Linked DNA regions of Sus scrofa: region 2 is linked to region 1. Evidence: chromatin contacts called from public HiChIP or PLAC-seq data. All regions are on one chromosome and are shown on one strand. Each heading gives the region's core, a stretch centred on a gene start, on an enhancer-like site or on the middle of the called end of the contact. The rest is flanking DNA. Distances are from core to core; before and after follow the strand shown. Region 1 holds the start of FUBP1 (far upstream element-binding protein 1). Region 2 holds the start of USP33 (ubiquitin carboxyl-terminal hydrolase 33).

Region 1 (5,763 bases), core at 2,037-4,536:
AGAAAAGTACAAATGGCTTCAAGATGACTAAATGGAGACATATAGCCAAATCAAAAGTCACTGGTTAGGGAGTTTCCTGGTGGTCTAGTGGTTAGGACTTGATACTTTCACTGCTATGGCTCAGTTCAATCCCTTGTCTGGGAACCGAGATTCCCATAGCATACTGCTGTATACGGCAAAAAAAAAAAAAAAAGACCACAGGCTATAGTTTTCCCCCAGTTCAGCTGCTAATACAGGAGGATCCTGATTCTATCAAAACTAAGATTTGAACACAGATGTTTAATTCAAAAAAAAATTATAAAAGTGGAGTATCATGGATTATCCTTTCCTAATTATGAAATACCAGAAGGCAAATTCTATGTTTAGTAATACCAATTTCCATTTGATAGCACTTTCTGGTTTCTGAAGAGCTCACAGGGACACCTCATTAACAACACCAATGCATGTTAGGATCATCATGTAGCTGAGAAATCTGAGACACAGAGACTAAGTTCACTTGCCCAAGGTCAAAAAAAAAAAAAAAATCAATAAAAATGTGGGGGTGGATTTTTTTCAATATTTGTTCATTCAACAAATATCTAGATTGCTAAGACTGTTTGTTAGAGACTAGTCAATGGTAGAGAGAGACCAGGCCCTTCCTCTCCAGGAGTTTACATTCTAATGGAAGAGAAAGAGTAAAGAAGTAAACACATACAACATAGATAATTTTAGATAAATGCTATAAAGAGAACAAGGTAATTGGAGAGTCACTGACTACAAAATGGCACAACCAGAGGTCGGAGATTGTCTAAGGAGATGATACCTGAACTGAGACCTGAATGATGAGGACAAATCATCCAGGTAAAGGTCTCTAAGAACATCTGAGACAGGCAGAGGAAAATGCAAGTACGATGCCCTAAAAGCAGAATGATCTTGCTCAAGTGGAATGAGGAAAAGGAGTGTTTAGAGAGTAGGCTGACTATGTGGAGTCCATAGAACATTCCAGGAGATAGGTGAGATGATATGATTTACGCTTTATCTTTCGAGCTGCTATATGAAGAGACAATTGTAATACAATCAGGTAGAGGCACCCTTGAGCTTCAAAATACTGCTAATGGATCTAGTACTTGGAGAACATTCCTAGAAAGTACATACATGGATGCTTTTTGAGACCTCATATATACATTATACACTTTATGAAACTTCATAATTTTTAATGGTAAATTGTAAAGATGTAAGGGTGGAAGCAGAAAAACCAACTAGAATGCTACTGTAACAGTCCAAGACTGAGGTTTTGGTTAACTCAGGAGCAGTGGGAGCTGAAAAGTACGGGAATGTGGAATATACCTCTGAAGCATAGTAAACAAGTCTTCTTGATGGAAAAGCAAGAGCAGCAATCAAGATGACCAGTGGTTCTCACTGTGGAGTGATTTTTGCTGCCCAGGGGATATCTGCAATATCTGGAGACATTTTTTTGTTGTCACAGTTGGTATGGGAGGGTTGAGCTGCTGGCACCTACACGTAGAAGTCAAGGATGCTACTTCACTACAATGCACGGTAGTAGTACAAAACAAGAATTATCTGGCCAAAAAATGTCAATAGTGCTGAGGCTGAGAAATCCTGCTCTAGACTGATTCTAAATTGTTCCCATCCTAGAATACCTATACTTCCAGAAGAATCTACCAAAAACTAGAAATGGAGGTCTTTACTTAGTTTTAATATTTAGAGACAACTAAAACTGTGGTATACACGAACTAAAGTTTATCTCTCTGGTTAACACTATGTTGATTAAGACATTTGTATATAAGTCTAATTAGTAAAATATGAAAAAATCAATTACCAATTAATAAATGTCATTTATTGGGCAGACTAAAACAATTGAAAAAATACTATTTAGTAATACCACCCAATGCTGCTTTTAGTTGGTTTTTTTTTTTTTACCAGTTATGCTTAAATCTGTAGTCCAATAAATTCACTGCTTTCCCAAATACAAATTTCCCCCAAATCTAAATAGATGGCTATGCACAATTAAAAAGATAATCAGAGCTATAAATGGATAGGATGGTAAGAAAAGCTCATTAGAGGGAAATGATGCCCCACGTGTATCTCTGTGCATGTAACTGCTTGGTTATCTGACTTATTTTAGTCCTTGAGCAAGTGAACCCAGTAATTTTAAGTATCAAGAAGACTGCAGCACACAGTTCTCTCTACTCATCACCAGCAATGGGACAAGTACACTTTGAAACCTAATTCACAAAACCCAAAACACTTTACTTGGTAAAGTTCACTTTACCTCATTCTTTGTCCCCTCAAAGGAAAGAATTTAGGGGTAAAAAATCACTGCGATCGACTCCTAAAGCATCCTAATGAGTCTGAAACTACTACCATTAAATTATATGCTACGACATGAGCTGAAGGTCTGAAGGAACGTCGGAAATTACCCAGTAACTGAAGTAGATAACAGAAAATACAAATAATAACAATCGTCATCATCATCTAGCCCTGGGACGGCAATACAACACATTATATTTGAAATCTCACAGGCTGCAGCTGGGGAAAACTATTTCTAAGAAGCCATATGGTCAATTTTGGTCAGGAAATGGATGCTGTTCTCAACTTCAAGGAGCTCAGTAAAAGTGGCCAGGGATACGTACACACACACTAGGTTACAAAACCTGTTTAAAACTGAGTTTTAGGAACAATCACGGTAAGGTAAAGAAAAAGGCAATCATAACCTCAGAGCCTCACTCACATTATTTGCACAAAACCTTCGAAATAAGCTCCAGAACTAAGGCCCCCACCCTGAATTCATCCCCTCTTGTGATAAAACTAAGAAATCTGACAATCTACAAGTAAAATACAGGGACACTTTACTACCCTGAAAATCACGCCGCGTTCCCGCTAGGCCGGGCAGACGTCTTCCGGAGCATCATCGCGCCGCGTAGCTCGCCCAATTCTCCCAGGTGCACTTCTGGAGGCAGCGCTCTCAAGAGTCACTGTTGCGCTGTCGTTACGCCTATCGACGTCATCCCTTCCCCGTGGATACACTGCACGACCCTCGGAGGGAAACCCACCCACACTACTTCCCTGAGCCGGCGACTGATAAGAAACTACTCCTTTTCTTCGGGCTTTCCAAAACTCGAACCATTGGCGCCCGCACTGCCAGTCTTACCCACCGCCCCCGTGTGACCACCGCACAACTTCAACCTAAGAACACAAAGAGGAGGTGCCTAAAGGACCCCCATTCTCGCGAAACCTAAAGACAATTCTCGCGACATCTCGCTGCCTTCGCCCTCCCCAGCCCCACCCCCATACCAGCTCGTAGCCTCAAAACACCGCGAGATTTTCTCCTTTCAGTCTCCGCCCCTTTACGGCACGATGGTCGCACAAGAATGTGATACAGCCTCGACGGCCGCCATTTTCTTTCTTTCTTAGCAGTTGGCAGAGGGGTCTCTACGAAGAAGCGGTAGCGGCCACTGTAGTGTAAGCATGGCAGATTATTCAACAGTACCTCCACCCTCCTCTGGCTCAGCTGGTGGTGGAGGCGGCGGCGGCGGCGGTGGAGGAGTTAACGATGCTTTCAAAGATGCGCTGCAGCGAGCCCGGCAGGTAAGTCAGGACCGCGCGGCGGGATCCCGATAGCTCACGGTAATTGGCCGCTGGCTGAGTAGGCCGCTACTTCGCGCCTGAGCGAGAGAAGTGCCCTTCCGGGCTCTGAATTGTGAGAAGTCTCCCGTTTCCCCACGTTGGTGTTGCCGACGAGAGGCTGGAATTCGGTTTTGTGTCCTCGGCGTTTAAGCCACTTGGAACCCCGACGCGAACTACGCGAAGATGGCTTTAGGTTTTTCTCCCGCTTCTGCGGCACTCACGCTTTTTTCTCCAAGGAGTTAAGATTTCCTTTTTCTCAGAGTGAACATCATCCTCCATGGGATAAAGCGCGCGTAGTTTTACACAATAGTGTGGAAGCTTCTGGTAATGAGTTTGGCAAAGGACTAGGGTCCGTCCGCAGGAGCCATAGTAAGGAAAGGTATCTGTCATTAAAGCATTTTTTAGACTTTCCAGCCCATTCGAGCTCTCTCGCAATTAATCTTTCGGTGGCCATAAGCTTTCACACCTACAAGAATTATGAGAGCACTGGTATCCCGGGTTGGAATCCCTCCTCAGGGCGGGATTGACTTGTCTTCTACCGTTCCTTCTCTCTTATTTCTCAAAATGGCTTCAGGCCCATTATACCCGAAGTTTCAATTTGAATCTACCTCTCAGTTCGGAGTCGTAAACTGAGCAGACCTCTTTGTATTACGTAGGTGCGTACATTTGCCCTGAAGTCACTTCTTTCCTAAGCGAAAGCTGTTTTAAAAAAAAGTATGTTGTGCTCCAGGATGTAATTTGAACTTTGCCTTCGTTAAATTCCCTTAATATAATTGTAACTTTAGAATATTGTTGGTGTGGACTTGGTGTTTAAGCAACAGTAAGAATCTTGTTAAGACCCAATGCACATTAGGTGCTAGACGCTTTTTGAGTAGGCTGTTAAACTAATGGTAATCAGAAACTAATCTTGTGGTGTATTTTCATTGCATTAGAAGTTGACTTCCTTAACCTACTTTTCACCCTCCAGTTGGTTAAAGGATTGTTTGAGTCAAAATCCATAAAATCTGTAGTAATGTAGCAAATTGCCCGTACTTTTATAGTATGAACATATTAATAAAAATGTACCTGTGCTTGTTTATAATCAAAAATATTCCAGAGTCAACAGAAAGACATTAATAAATACTAAGTCTGTGATTTCTTCACTTAATATTTATTTTTTCTGAACAAGTTTAGAATAGCAACTGAAACATTTATCATGACAGGGACTCTGTTAGACGGGTTTTATTATAGATTGGATTGGTAGACTCACCTGAATTATGTTATTCAACTAGCATGTTAAATTAAATTGTGCCACACAATGTATTTATATACTGGAGACTTTTTTTAATGTGTTAATTGGGTTTTTGCCTTATTTGAAACTGTGATATAGTCAGAGTAGACAAAATAATGGGCACTGTTAATTCATCCATTTGTTCTGTAAACATTTATAGAGTTCTACCGTGCATCAGGCACTGTACACAAAACTAGAGGAGTGGGCTTCCTTACTGCCAAAGTAAAGGACTGATATTTTAAGTGAGGCATTAAAGAATGAGAGTTTGACCAGTGGAGAAAGAAGCAGCATGTGCAGAGATTTGGAGGCTTGGGGGATGAAAGACCATAACAGTGAAGTCACTGGAGAATAGGGTTGAGTGGGGAAGGAGGGTGGAAAATGAGGTGAGAAAATGTGGATACAACTCTCTGAAGACAGGTTAGCAGCTTTTTTTAGTATAGAAATTGTCCTCAAACTATGAAATTTCTTGACCTTTGCTATATGCCAATAGGTCAGCTGCCCCATGTCCTTGCTGTAATGATTTACAAAGGTCTTTACTGTAATTTGATTACAGACTTGATCTTAAAATCTGAGTTTCTGCAGAATTGATCTTAAAGCTAAGATTCTCAAGTTTAGCATTTGAGTTGAATTACCCCTTCTGATTACATTTGAGAATGGCCCCATATACCGATTGTAGCTGATTTTCTGATTGTATAAGTGAAGTATAGGGGGAAATGCTTGGGTGAAATGAACAAGTTAATATCTGGACTACTTTTTCCTTATCTGTATTAAATGGATACTGAATTACATTTTCCAAAATCCCCATTTAACCTTAAGTTTCTTTTTTTTGTCCTGAGTATTGTGCTTTGTTCTTTGGAAGGAAGAGG
Region 2 (5,572 bases), core at 129-2,628, 240 kb after region 1:
GTGTAGGCTGGCATCTACAGCTCTGATTGGGCCCCTAGCCTGGGAATTTCCATATGCCGCAGGTTCGGCCCTTAAAATAAACAAAAAAACCCCATAGGACTCCTTTAATTCAGATAGCACTTTGTTTCAAAACATCAGGAAACAAATGATTTTCATGATCATTCTCATCTCTTTTTTTTGTTGTTGTTTGTTTTTTGGTCTATTTTGGGGGCAGCACCGTGGCATATGGAAGTTCCCAGGCTAGGGGCCCAATCGAGCTTAGCTGCCAGCGTACACTACAGCCAGGGCAACATCAGATCCGAGCCGCGTCTGCTGCATCCACCGCAGCTCTCCGCAACACCTGATCCTTAACCCACTCGGATCAAACCGGAGTCCTCATGGATACTATTTGGGTTCGTTACCGCTGAGCTACAGCAGGAACTCCATCATTCTCTTATCTCTTTAAGGAGGAGTATAAATATTTAAAAACATTTAGATATTTGATTTAAAAATTTAACCACATTGCTGACATCCTGTAGACTGCAATATTTTGAAATATGCTGATACTCAGTGAATTCAGGATAGGTGAACATTTATGATGCAAACTGAGACCTTAGTATCAGTCCCTACATAGAATGTTGACAAAGATTCCTTTCTTCCATTTTTACCAAATGAAGAGAATTAGAACCTCTCATATTTTCTACTTGTTTCAGATGGATTTTGAGCATCTTACATAACACTTGAGAAAAGCGCGCATTTGAGAGACCAAAAAGTTAGAGGTAAACAGATACTTCGAAGGTGGCAATTTTAACACTTAATTTATATTAATTTCACTGTTTTTACTGTTTGCATATCAATCACTTGAGAGAATATTAACAGATCCATGAATTAGAAGGGAGATCTCTTCCAATGCTCTAGTCACTAAGCAGGTACTAAGGTTTCAATAAATATTTGATTTGATCTTGATTTTGGCCTAAGGGAAAATGAAAGCGATGACTTTCTACTTTCTAGACGTAGAAAGCGGAACACAATGATTTTCAGAGAGTCTAGGCCCGAAGAATTTGGGAGAAGGAAGAGGAAAGGAAGGGAAAGCGTTGAATTAAGTAGTCTAACATTTCTTTGTGTAAGCTCAGAAACCTGAGGTCATTCATCGGGCAGCCGTAATGCAACTTCTGTAATGCAAGGTCGTAATGTGGTCTAGAAGAGGGGGAGAACACGTGTAAAAACGAAAGGTGCCCCAAATCTACAACTACTCTACACGGTTCCTGTGCTCCTAGCTACTTTGGAAGCCCCATTGGTGAGAGCAGCCTGGGTCCCCGCACCTGGACTCGGCGCCGTGACCACGCCCCGGAGGCGGGGCGGCCTCTCCCAGCAGCCCCGCCCCGCTCTCCCGCGACGCCCGAGGCGCCTGCGGCGGCCGCGGAGACACCGGAAGGAGCCGCGGCTGCTGCGGGAAGTGGCCGGTGCGGGAGGCGGGGACCCCGTGGGCTGAGCTGCGGAACGTTTTCCGGCGCTGTATATGCGACACCGCCCCTCTCCCAGGCAGGGGAGTAAAAGAAGAGTTGGTGGAGGAGCGGCCGCAGGCCATCGTTGGCCGCGCTGGCGGGTCCCTTGGGGAAGGCCGTGGAGGTGAGCGCGACGCTGCTGGGAGGGGCGCGGGGCCGAAGGGCGCATCGTCTGCGGCCGGGCGCTGGTCTGTGTTCTCACTCCCGCGCGGCGACGCTGTGACTGCTGTAGCGGCGTCTTTTTCTTGGTCTGGGGTGGGGGTGGTGGGTGCGCGGGCGGGTAGAAGGCCTAGGCCCTTCCAGTGCTCTGCGCTGCAAGGATGATTGGTGCCCACCCCGAGGGGGGTCGGCGGAGGACATGAGTCGGGGGTAGATTTGAGGCGGGGTCCGCAGGGTGTGCTCCCCCAGGAAGCGGAGGCAGGAGGGGTGAGGCAAGTCCCTGCGAGAGGCTCCGCTCCTTTCCTTGGTCTCCCCATTACATCTTGCCAGTCCCTCACGGCGAACGCAGAAGATTGAAACCCCGCAGCGCGCTGGCTACTGGATTCTGGTTTCGCTTTGCGGCGCAGTTGGCATGATCGGACCCATGCGTACAGCCCCAGGGGCCCCGTTATTCGTTGTTGTCAGCGGGAAGACCTGGGTATTGTCGTCCCTGGAATTTTTCTCCGACGAATATTTGATCTTGACTTTTCAGAGGCTACCCCTTGCTGTCTGGCCATCTGCAGCTTTTGTTTGAGTCAGTTTCCACGGTGTGTGTTTTCCCAGACCTTTATTCTTACATATTTACCTACTACAAAACGCTCTTCATTTGAATACTTACAGGTTGCAGGTGGAACTGTTGGATGATTCTAGGTGTTTCGCTGCACTCACGTATTTTTAGGGTTTGCTTTCTCATATAATTGGTATTAGGCCGGGAAAATTGGGCCAGAGGGGAAAAAGACTGGCAGGAGCATAGGCTCTAAACTGACGCTGAATTTTTAACCACAAGCATTTCGACTTCTTGCTCAACAGAAGAATTTTATGTAGAATTGTAGAATTTTTTAGTTTAATCAGATTATTTTTCTTTTAAGGAAAGCCTGTTTCAAAAACTGATGAGGCTATTTTAGTTCCGTTTCTGGTTGAGGCAGTTATATCATCTGGAAAGCTCTGACTAATGCGGATAATAGATTATTTGATTTGAACCTAATGCAAATATTATTAGCGACTTCATGCTATTAATATAAACAGGGGAAAAAATAGGAATCTTATTGAAAGACAATGCTAATTTTAAGAAAAAGTGGTAGTAATTGTTACATTATGCCAGGCTTTCTGTTATTTACTTTGACAGGGTTGAAAGAAAAAAGGACAGTACAAAAAATATTCCAGGAGTAAAATATCTGACCTCCTGCTGTATACAAGAGGAATAGTCTACTTAAGATTACTTCTTATTTTTGATTTGGTTTATTGCTCCTTTTCAATTTTTTTGTCTTTTCTGGCTATTTATAACCTGCCAGTAAGCAAATAACAGTGCAGTTTTAATAGCATTGGATTGTAGTAAATAATTATTCTAATCTTTATTTGAAATTCAGAGTTAAGGAGATGTCTTAGGTTTATGTATTGCCATTAGAATTCTAATGACCTTTCACATGTACAGTCTTCTTTGAGCCTTATGCCAATCCTCTTGAGTTAGGAATGCCAAGAAAAGTCTTTTCTCATGACGGAAGCATTTCGAGGTTGTGTATGGATCAGAATTTCCTTGAAGCCGGAAGTAATCTTGCTGAACAATCTTTGATATAAATTGGAATTGATATTGGAGCACTGTGAACTATAACACGTGGCAGGCTGTGGACTCTGCAAGGAAAATGAAGTACATAAATGTGAAAGATTTTTTGGTGAGAAACATGAAATGTAGTCATTTCTAAAAATAAAAGAATAAGTAACAGCTTTTATATATACATATTTTTAAAAACTTTCTAAAAAAAGTCTACATGTGACTTCAGAAGCATTTTGGCAAATAGGATAGTTCCAAAAACTCTGAGATGAGTACAATTGATTTGTCCATAAAAAGGAGCACAAATTTTGTACAATATAGTATATATCAAGAGAACTAATACTTAAGAAACATGCGTATATCAAAATAAATGTTCCTTTCAAAAGTTACTTTAGAAGGCTAAGGACTTCAATATCTATAAGTCTACCAGAGGGAAAAAAAAGCTCTTTGGAAAAGAAAAGAATGAAACATGGTTTATTTCCTTAAAGAATTTAGAGTCAGGTTTGTAGTCAAGTAGGGTAGTTTTTTACACAACTACAGTAAAGTGTCTTATGACTATTTTAATCGGGAATTTAGGTATGAGAGACGTGATCGAATCTTGGTAGAGATGATATTTGAGACGAATGAGCTTTGCAACGTTTTCAGTGAATATCGGAGGACATTTGTAAAATGAATAGATTATTGCCTTCCTGGAAAAGTCCAAATTATATTTGAGACAGGGTAGGTAGAACAATTATGATTTATATGTTAGTAATAGGAGATGAAAAAGACAAATGATGAAAGACTTCATTGAAGATGAAGTCAGAAAAGGTATGTGAGGAGTTCGTGTTGCAGCTCAGCAGTAATGAACCCGACTAGTATCCATGAGGACTTGGGTGTTATCCCTGCCCTCGTTCAGTGGGTTAAGGATCTGGCGTTGCTGTGGTGTAGACTGGCAGCTACAGCTCTGGTTCATCCCCTAGCCTGGAAACTTCCTCATGCCTTGGGTGTGACCCTAAAAAGACACGTCCCCCCCAAAAAAAAGAAAGAAAGAAAGAAAAGGTATGTGATCCACATGAATGCAGAATGAACTGTAATGGGGAGAAGATTGAGACCAAGGGCAGCTTTAGGTTAAACAAGATCTCAGTAGCATCACTTTTATGGCCCCGTGGCCCTCTGAAGTGCTATCTTTTTTTTTTCGGCTGGCCCCACGACATGTGACATGTGAAGTTCCTGGGCGGTGAGGGATTGAACCTGCAGCACAGCAGCAACTAAGCCACTGTAGTAACAGTGCCAGATTCCTAACCTGCTGTGAAGTGCTGTGTTGTAAGGAGACCCTGAGATAACATGGGTGCAGGTGAAATGCCAGGAAGCACAAGTGAGGGAGTGGGTAAAGAGTCAGGAAAGAGAAAAAAGCCAATTGATGGGCAACTGGGGGCATAAACCTGTGGAGATTTTTGTAGGACAATTTGCCTCAGAATTGTCCTACCAAATGAAGGGGAGCTGGGGAGTTTTTCCACCTACTCCAAGTCCTCACTGATTGAGATTGTCCTTGAAATGCCTTAAGCACTTTCTGTTACCTAAGCTAGGATTGGGCAAGCACCTGATAGGCTGGAGAACTTAGAAGCAGAGAAGTGGTGGAGGTGGGGAGTTGTCAGGATACTATCTGTACCAGCTGCAAGGTGAGCTGAAGAATAGGGAGCCAGATGTCAACTGTATCTGTTAATAGGCATGCTCATTAAATAATCCAGGGGTGAAATAAAAGCCTCAGTTTAGGTGGAGACTTAGAAGGAATTCGAGTAGAGAGTGATGGGGAAAAGAAGGAAACAATAGAATTTGCTAACTGCTTGAGTGCAGAAAGTGAGGAGAGACTTAAAGCCCCGAGGGGGAGTTCTCATAGTGGCTCAGTGAGTTAAGAACCTGACCCAGAGTCTGTGAGAATGCAGGTTTGATCTGGCCTCACTCAGTAGGCTGAGGATCCAGCGTTTCTGCAAGCTGCTGTGTAGGTCGAAGATGCAGGTTGGATCTGTTGTTGCCATGGCTGTAGTGTAGGCCGGCAGCTGCAGCTCCATTCAGCCCCTAGCCTGGGAACTTCCGTATGCTGCAGTTGTGGCTGTAAAAAAGAAAAAGAAATGGCACTAAGGTTTGAGTGTTAGATAATTACTTGTGGTTGAGGAGGGTAAACAGGTCAAATTGGTTGTTTCAGGAGAATAAAGAAATTATAAGGTGTTGAAAAGTGTTGATGAGGTAGATAGTAGATGACCAGTCATTCAAAAGGGAAAGTAGGGTGGAGTTTGAACTGTCCTGCCAGCCCCACTAGATAAATAGTGTCTGGCCCATGCTTGATTGTGTTTTTGTTAAG

The links. HiChIP or PLAC-seq counts read pairs in DNA pulled down with a chosen protein or histone mark.
Region 2: an H3K27ac HiChIP or PLAC-seq map of skeletal muscle shows a contact between it and region 1. The contact joins the promoter of USP33 here to the promoter of FUBP1 in region 1. A contact is called at or near these places in 1 of 5 promoter capture datasets (fetal skeletal muscle) and 2 of 2 datasets of contacts at active chromatin or transcription factors (alveolar macrophages and skeletal muscle).

What each region holds. Positions count from the first base shown.
Region 1 is chr6:135,278,188-135,283,950 of Sscrofa11.1, forward strand. It overlaps FUBP1 (far upstream element-binding protein 1), which reads left to right and starts at 3,287. Exons shown (of 20, transcript XM_021096436.1): 1 at 3,287-3,588. The coding sequence starts at 3,469. DNAJB4 (dnaJ homolog subfamily B member 4) reads right to left here and starts at 3,189. Exons shown (of 3, transcript XM_021096446.1): 1 at 2,857-3,189.
Region 2 is chr6:135,522,994-135,528,565 of Sscrofa11.1, forward strand. USP33 (ubiquitin carboxyl-terminal hydrolase 33) reads left to right here and starts at 1,379. Exons shown (of 21, transcript XR_002345137.1): 1 at 1,379-1,608.